Regions from separate parts of the Mus musculus genome. Here all the other regions are linked to region 2. The links are chromatin contacts, called in public Hi-C maps. All regions are on one chromosome and are shown on one strand. The core of a region is the stretch at or near the end of the contact, and the rest is flanking DNA. Distances in the headings are between cores, read along the strand shown. Region 1 overlaps Elp4 (elongator acetyltransferase complex subunit 4). Region 2 overlaps Pax6os1 (paired box 6 opposite strand 1). Region 3 holds the start of 4930527A07Rik (RIKEN cDNA 4930527A07 gene).

What was found. A called contact is a pair of places that touch in the nucleus more often than the background predicts.
Region 1: a contact with region 2 is called in a Hi-C map of cerebellum, with 4 times the contacts expected there. The contact joins two enhancer-like sites. A contact is called at or near these places in 1 of 39 promoter capture datasets (embryonic stem cells), 2 of 15 datasets of contacts at CTCF or cohesin (embryonic stem cells and pro-B cells), 27 of 484 Hi-C or Micro-C datasets (the AML12 cell line, the G1E-ER4 cell line, the HPC-7 cell line and 11 more), 5 of 115 datasets of contacts at active chromatin or transcription factors (differentiating embryonic stem cells, embryonic stem cells and stem cell-derived neural progenitor cells) and 2 of 9 other capture datasets (embryonic stem cells and pancreatic islet).
Region 3: a contact with region 2 is called in a Hi-C map of cerebellar granule neurons, with 2.1 times the contacts expected there. The contact joins the promoter of 4930527A07Rik here to the enhancer-like site in region 2. A contact is called at or near these places in 13 of 484 Hi-C or Micro-C datasets (the G1E-ER4 cell line, the HL-1 cell line, the MC3T3-E1 cell line and 8 more).

Annotation. Positions count from the first base shown.
Region 1 is chr2:105,803,274-105,806,052 of GRCm38.p6, reverse strand. All of the region lies in intron 7 of Elp4 (elongator acetyltransferase complex subunit 4), which reads left to right. Among named protein-coding and RNA genes, the nearest start is that of Elp4, 100 kb to the left of the region's middle. Within about 2 kb of position 1,397, at least 8 of the 459 cell types and tissues checked have an H3K27ac peak or open chromatin away from gene starts, as enhancers often do. A contact at or near this core is called in cerebellar granule neurons and cerebellum, where this site is marked.
Region 2 is chr2:105,606,907-105,609,641 of GRCm38.p6, reverse strand. All of the region lies in intron 1 of Pax6os1 (paired box 6 opposite strand 1), which reads left to right. Among named protein-coding and RNA genes, the nearest start is that of Gm35946, 3.2 kb to the left of the region's middle. Within about 2 kb of position 1,276, at least 16 of the 459 cell types and tissues checked have an H3K27ac peak or open chromatin away from gene starts, as enhancers often do. A contact at or near this core is called in cerebellar granule neurons and cerebellum, where this site is marked.
Region 3 is chr2:105,475,156-105,477,855 of GRCm38.p6, reverse strand. It overlaps 4930527A07Rik (RIKEN cDNA 4930527A07 gene), which reads right to left and starts at 1,413. Exons shown (of 3, transcript NR_166134.1): 1 at 1,001-1,413.

The DNA.
Region 1 (2,779 bases), core at 148-2,647, 200 kb before region 2:
CAGTTTTCCTACCATGACCAGAACTATTTCTGGAGTCTCTAAGTCAGAGTTTAAATGGTGATTGTGTGACTAGGACAGTTTTGCACACTCGCTGCCTCATTCACTCATTCATTCATTCATTCATTCATTCATTCATTCAAATACCGGAAGCATCGTGATAGGTATCTATGGATAAAACATAACAAAGTCACCACCTCAGGGATGTTGAAGATAGGATAAAATAAAACAAAAACAGTATGAATGCTGGTGGTTTGGGTTTGGGGTTTATTTGTTTAATGTTTGTTAGTTTTGTTTTGTTTCGTTGGTAGTGGTAAGGGTTTTGTTAGTTATTGTTATACTGGGTGTTTTGAAGGTTTTTTTTTTTTTTTTTTTTGGTCTGGTGTGGGAAGTGTGTGTGTGTTATGTGTTGGATATTTGAGCTTTGGTGTTAATAATTGTTTCTGTTAGGGAAAAAAATGTTATTTCATATCCTTGGAATTTTTGTCATATAATTAACCATCTTTAAATTAGCACAAGACTAAGGGTATATAAAATATTTTCATCTCTTGGAGTAGTGAAACAGCCAATCAGTGCTCTTGTCTCAGTTATTAGCATTCTGTCAGACTTGTACAGTAATGATTAGTTACCCTTTATTGTACTTTTGGCATGCTTCCCATGTTTAATTTCATTGTAGGGAAGGAACACATAGTTAAGGAAATTGCAAAAGAGGGGGAGAAGTTAAAATAGGGAAAATAATAGATTCAAAACTGATTTCAACTTATTGTTGTAATGATACTTATAAGCAGAGTGAACAAAGGTGATTTTTAAAGTTTCTATTTGAATTATTTTGTGTTCTTACATAAAGTCTTACAACTTTAAACTTGAAATGTTTTATTTGATTTGATTTAAGGTTATTTCTATAATAATACAATAGAAGCTGACAAGTGTGCTTTGAAGTCAATGTATAAAAATAAGTTCTAAATACCTGTTTAAAAGGACTGAAACTATTTAGGAGGCATATTATGAATGTCTTCAGACAGACATGTAGTTTTAAGTAGTTTTCCCTATAAAATTGTAGTATTATTACTCATAACTCTTATACTAGAATATAGTTTAGTATCTGTCCCAAGACCCTGTCTTAAAATATATGTGAAGATGGCTCCATTGAGTGTGGTTCTTTTCCACACTGAACTATGAGTGTGACTAGGGGCAGAGCCACCGTAGTGCCCTCTCTCCCAGCGTTACTTAGTTCCCACATCCCTGCTGAGTAGTTGTTCCACTCGCCAAGAAGCCTGTTAAAGAGCCCCTGAGAGCATGTGTACAGCCCTCCACGTTAATAGTTAATTGGTGAGGATGGCAAGATGAGAGGACAGCCGAGCATGTGGTCTCACAGACTCGGGAAGTAGACAGGCCTCGGCGATAATAACAGCAGATGCTCAGGTTCTCACAGCATAACTGTCCCGACTCTTGTTGAGGCGATGTTATCATGAACTGGAAAAAAAAAAAAAAGCTTATATCTAAGAAAAGGAACTAAGCCCTCTTAACTAAGCCCTCTTCTATTCTTCTACATGTTATATTATACGAAGACTTTAAATCTTTATGTATAAATCTCTATGTGAGTGGTTATTATCCTCTGAGTACAAGGAGCACTCCTCCGGCCCTGCTTACTCTTGGGAATGAGTGACTATCCCATGCCATGCCTTTAGCAACATTATTTTTGGCATAGTGAGCATAAAGTATTGTAAAATGGGACATTTTAATTTCTATATCTAGTCAGCTATAACACCATCATTTCTTTCTGATCTGTAAGTAGCATTTGTCTTAACTATTGGTGAGATTTGTTATCTATCTCAAAATTATGTAAACATTTTATACTTTTTTTTTTAATCCCAGTGATAGTGTGTGCTTGTAAAAAAATGAGAATCAGTAATATTTCTTTCTGGAAATAAAAGCTTAGTTTTGTGCCTAAATACAGTTTTGTTAGCAAAATGAAAAGAAAATATATTTTCTATTACTTGTATACTTCTCATACAACCCATGATAACTTATCCTTGATTTGTATTTTTAAATAGATTAAAAACACTTTTACCTAAAACTGTCAGGAAGTAAACACTTGGTATTAAAATGGAAGGTTATTCTCCTATACCCTTTTCATAGTTTTTTTTTCAAAGAATATTTACTCTCTCTCTTTTTTACTGCAATTTTTTTATCAGTGTTTCATAATCTACACTCTCTAGGGGACTTTTCAACACAGACAACGTAAAATGTTTCTTTCCCTGTGATAATGCGGGAAGGAAAATCTCCTGCATTTGCTTAAGAACATCAGTCAGTGCCTGCGTTGGTTAACCTTTCTCAGATCAGATTTCAAACGTGAAACTAGACTGCAGCATGTCTTTATTTATTGTCATTGGCAGTTGGTGACTTGATATTTGTAGTCAGTATCTTTATCACATAGTTACTGTCTTCGAATGATAACAGTTTTTACCCCAGTTCTTCATTGGATAAAACTCACCCATGCTATTTGGCAAATACTAAAGAAAGTGTTATTTCCTGATTTTAAAAAGGGAACAAAGAACCCTATCTCTTAAAAACTAAAGAGGTTTACATTTTTATCTTAATTAAAAACTTTTAAAATTAGTTGATAATGTTAATATGCTAGAGCTTTGAAGCTACTGAAGTGAATAATGCAAAACATTTGTCTGGAGAGAAATGTTTCCATCTGGTAACACCGCATTTATTCAATGCCAGAATATTACCAGCTATACCAAGTAAAGCCATGGCTGCCTTTACAAATCATTTA
Region 2 (2,735 bases), core at 27-2,526:
ATTTAGAAGGCCGGGGAAGTAGCTTAGCAGGGCAGCACTTGTCCAGGAACTGTTAGGTTCTGGGTTCAAATTCCCAGGATGGAGAGAGAGATGGGTTTGGGAAGTTATGTTTGAGCCCCAGATCACATTCCACCCATCTTTAACATCTTTGCATCATCTTGTTGGTATTTATGGTTCAACACTTGCAGCTTCAGAATGAGGGTGGTAGCAGAGCCTGTACCCCAGGAAAGAACTGTTCCCTCTAAGTGCCCACATTGGAAGCAACCTAGTATAGTGCCCAGTCTGTCTCAGGAATCGCTTGGAGCCAGACCAACTGTGCCTTTCATTGTGTACCCAAAGGGTTATCACTCAGCCTCTCTGAATGAGTTTCTTCATCTGCAAACTAGCAAGTGAAACTCATGTTTACTTGAAGACTCAGTGCGGATAAACACAGCACAGCGCCCGATCCGTGGTTAACTCTTCAGTAAGCATGCAGTAATACACATGATCTAGATGACCCTTAAAGCAGCCTTTTAGCTGTTCAAGTTGCAAGTCTTTCCCCGAAGCAGCAAGAAGACCATGAATTGCCACCCACGCCACAGAGGTGATTTCCTGAACGCTGAAGTCCTGCTGTTAGCAGAGCCCTGTGCTGTGCATGCGTACATCGAGCTGAGTTGTATGTACCCCAGGAACTTCCTGGCTGGAAGGAAAGGGAAACAGCAGTGACTCAGATCCAAGGCGCCAACCAGGAACAGAGATGCATGTGACAAGAGGCATTTGGAAGAGGCAGTGCAATGACAGGTCCACCCAGTCCAGGCTTTGCTAAAATGGGGGGCTGGGATTAGAGTTCTGCCTGGCTTAAATACTCACGCATTTCCTCTGTACCTATCAAGAAAGCCAAGGTTAAAGTGCTCCTGGAGTAGACCAGGTCTGCCTGATAGGTCTGTATTTTGTGTTGTCCCGCACGGGGGTCCTTGCAGTGTGGCAAGGGTGACTGAGGAGCTGAATTCTATCTTGCACTGAAATGTTACCCGCAGTTGCTGCGTTAGATGGCATATTGAGACAAGGAAGATGCATTTAAAAGGAAGGTCTGACATCGAGGATCAAAGTCTTTAATGTCGAGCAAAGTGGGAGGACTTAAAAGCAAGAAGGGCAACGGACAGACTCCAGCATGAAAGGATCCTTCACGGCCACCAGGCTGGTTTTGTGGAGGCCAAATCTCTTGCTCCTCGTGAGCCACACAGGAATTCGGTTGCTGTGCTCTGACCCTGCCATCTTTGTGGCTCTTTGTCAACCAGTCTGGGGCCAGGCCAGAGCCCGTGGGGAGGGCTCCCTTTGGCAAACACACTTCCCTTCTTCTCTGTTTGTATTTGGCATTAAACCGAGTAACTGTCTCATGCTGAAACCACCACACGTGTCTAATTCCCATTTTGTTTTCTGTCAGACTCAGGCAGAGCACCCATGGAAAAGCTGGCACTTTTGGGTCACAAAGAGTGTTCTCTCTGCACTTGCTGATGGCTGGGGATGCACTGGACATGAACTGGGCAGCCATGGGGACTGCAGGCCTCCATCAGAATCATTCAAATCTGAGTTGAGCAGCCTTGGGTGGGTGTGTCCAACATACACTATGGGAAGGAAGAGGAAAGAAAGAACAACCGCTAGAATAAAAAGATGTTTTCTACTGTGTTGCTTTTCTTTATTCCTCTTCCTTTTTTTGTCCCTTCCTTCTTTCCCTCTTCCTTCTTATCTTCTTCTTCTCCTTCTTCTTCCTTTCCTCCCTCTCCCTCCCTCTCTCACTTGCTCTCTTTCTTTTCAGGTAGGCTTCTCACTGGAATCAGGAGATTGCAGATAGTCTGGGCAAGCTTGCCAGTGAGCCCAAGGGACCTGCCTATCTCCATTTCTCTAGATCTGGGATGACACATGCTTGCCACCACACCAGCCCCAACCCCCCCTCCCCATCCCTTTAAAATGAGGCAGGATCTCATGTAGCCTTGGACAGCTTCAAACTCACCACATAGTGGAACATGACTCTGAACTTCTAATTTTTTGCCACCTTCTCCTGAAGGCTGGGATTATAGGCTTGTGACACCATTTTATATAGTTCTGGAAAGCCCAGGACTTCATGTCTGCTAGCTACTCTAGCTATCTGAGCTGAATCCAAAGCCAATTATGGTATTTCTAATTCCCAAGGTCTTAGTGTATGAAGCAGGCCCCTTCTTCCGGTATCAATCCTTTCCCACTGCACCTTCTGGTAAAGGTCAGGATGGATGCAGGGACTTCCTGAGGCAGGGCCAGCACCACCACACACAGGCCTTCTTCCCCTGGATCCTGGAGCAGGCACAGGACAGGTGTTCAGTGAAGATCGCTTGTTGGAGGAAGAGATCCTTCTTCTCGCCCCCACATCTTCACAAAAACACCCAGTGTCAGTTTTTGTGCCTAACAAATATGAGTCCCTTATGCTCCACAGACATAAAACAAGCAAAAAAAAAAAAAGCAAAAAGCAAAAAGCAGTTTTTATCCACTTTGTAGAGATTGGATACGTTGAGTAAGTTCAATGCAAACTTGAGTTTGATCTTCAAAGAACCCCAAATCCCACTACTTAGATTAAAGAAGCATCCCTCGGGAGCCCATTTTATATAAGGAGATAGACACTAATCAAATATGATGTGTCTGACGTAGCCACCGACAGTCAGTCCTTATCCCAAGTCAGTTTATGGAGCAGATGGATGGTGGCTACAGCTGCTAAGGGAGGGTTC
Region 3 (2,700 bases), core at 164-2,663, 130 kb after region 2:
TGCTTTATGAAACATTAGTTAGTTTGCACCTCCCACCCCGTCTTAATGATTTGCAATGAGCCGTGATAGGCACACATACAACCCTGCAGTTTGAAATTCCCCACCAGGCAAATCTGAAATTATTCACATTTTTCTTGCAGATTTTTCATGAAGTGAGTGGCTGATGAAATAACTCTCAAATGGCTTTGCGTTTTCTGCTAAGGATCCTTCAATGGGTGCGTGCCTTCATGCCTCAGCTCCGCCAAGCCCTCCTCTTTCCTGTTTATGTTTATTTTGGAAGCCAAATGTGTTTACAAAATCAGTTAAAAAGTGTTAATGATCAGTTTCCAGCATACTAATGTGAATTTAAATTACTTTCACATGAATCAAGACAAATTAAAATTGCCATTTGATCACAAACTGTTTTAAATTCATATTATAAGTAGGTGCAACAAATCTGGATATATGCTTTTAAAAAAAAAAAAAGAGCAGTTTAAAAATAACCATTCTAGCTTGGCATGGTGACAGATGCTTATAATCCAAGCTCTCAGGAGGGGAGGTCGAGGCAGGGGGATCAGCAGTTCAGGGCTAGTCCACGAGACTCTGCCTCAAACTAAGCCAAATAAAAATTCACAATAAAAATAATATAACCATTCCAATGGCCTGAAGAAGCTCAGAGCAGGAAGTGTCTTCCCAGGAGGAATGATGTCAGTTTTTGGTCCCCTGTGTGGGAGAAGGTAGTGGGTGATAAGAGTCTGCTTCCTGGAGGCAAAATACTCCTGCACATAACTGTCAAGACTCAGTTATAGCTTTGAAGTACACATTAAAAAAACCCTTCTATTGATTCTTTGGTGAATCACACACACCAACCCCACTCATATCCCTGTCCCTTCTTATACACCCCCTGCCCTTGCATCCTCTCCCTCCCCCACCAAATATAGGATAGAATTTAAAAAAAAACAAACAAACTTGTCACAGCGTAGCCCACAGTACACCCTTCTGTCCACACATCTTTACTTACAAGTGTTCATTGCAAGGAGTCACTGCTCTGGTCGGAGGCATCTGGCTTCTGCTACATCATCAGTACTAGATCTTCATGGAGACTCCCCCTAGTCACCCTGTTATTATTGCCCTGTGTCATGGAGATCCTGCAGCTTTGGATCTGTAGGACTGGGCTTTTCACACCACCCAGCAGTTCATAGATGGGGTAGATGTTGGGGTGGGCTGACTCAAAGCCCTGAATCTGGGCCTGGTTGGTAGCTGAGTCGGTCAGCCCACCAGCTCTCCTGCACCAGTACCACCCTGTCGAGCTGTCTAGTACTGCCCCAGCTAGCTTGCCCTCGAATCACAGCTGGCAAGGGGCAGGGCCAACTGTCCCATGCGCATACCCTTGGCCAGCTCACCTGACCCTCACACCAGGGTCAGCTCTATTGTGTCACCCAGGCAAGGGGCGGGGCCAGTCTAGCACAGTGCCTCAGGAGCCCAGCCCAGGGACATCTGCATAGCCTTTGGTGATAACATGAACCTGAGGCACCAACACAGACCCTGGCTGTGATGGGACTCTAGATCCTGACATGGTCCCAGGCAGCAGCATGGACCCTGCTGTCACCATGGACTCAGGTGTCAGAGCAGGTCACTCAGATGAGCATGCCCCCCTACAGCACCAAGGCCCTCAGACATCCACATGATCTCCAGTGGCAGCCCAGACCACGGACATCAGCATGGCCTTTGGTGATAACTCAGACCCCAGCTGCCACAGGAGCACAGATCCAAACATGGCCCTTTGCCAAAGTCCAAGCCAAGGCATCACCATGTCCTCAGGCCGTTGTGCAGGTTCCTAAAGCTGCCTGTTGCCCACCACTGTCGTCTCCAGTTCCACCTTTCTCCAGAGTACACAACCCCCTCAGCTCTACTTTCTCTACCCTTTCTCCATTGTCTCTTTCCTATCTCTCTGTCGCACATTCTCCCATTGTGGTGGTTCCCAAGTTGAGTACTTGGGTATCTTTCTTCGGGCCGTCCATATCTGCACAATGAAAGTATGAATAAAATCAGCTGGGTGGATTACAAAATGTAACTCAAGGTTTGACTCAAAGCTCTGGACCTGGGCCTGGTTGATTGCTTTTACTCCATTTCAGTGTTAAATCTCTCTCTCTCTCTCTCTCTCTCTCTCTCTCTCTCTGGAGTTCATGCTCATATAGAGTAGAAAATGGAGGCTCTGTCAGGATTTCCTTCCCCCTTGTGTCCTCCTTCCTGCTTTTGGTGAAGCTGCTCCTGGGATTAGGGGTTGGCTGTAAGTCTGCACTTTGCAGAATGACACATCAGTACCCCAGAGAGTTCAAGAGTTCTAGGGTTCTAGAGAGAAGAAAACTATACTGGAGTTGATGGAGAAAAGAAAGCTGGCTTTCCCATCAGACAAGACATGGCCCCCTCATCCACAACTGTTCCACTCTTGTTCAAAATGAACGCTGGAGTTTGTCTGAAGAAAGTCTCCAGGGAGTAACTTTTTAAGAGTGGTATGTTAAAACCATCTCTTAATAAGACAAAGAAAGGAGTTAGCAAAGGGTAAGGCTGCCGTTCTGCATCCAGCTCTGTAAAGAAGTACCCGCCCCGAACTAAGGCAAACAGGAGTACAAGCCATGCCTGTGTCAGACACCATACAACTCTGGGTTCTCCGAGCCAGTTTCAAAGTGCCAGTGTCTCTGCTTTATAATATGTCTATGT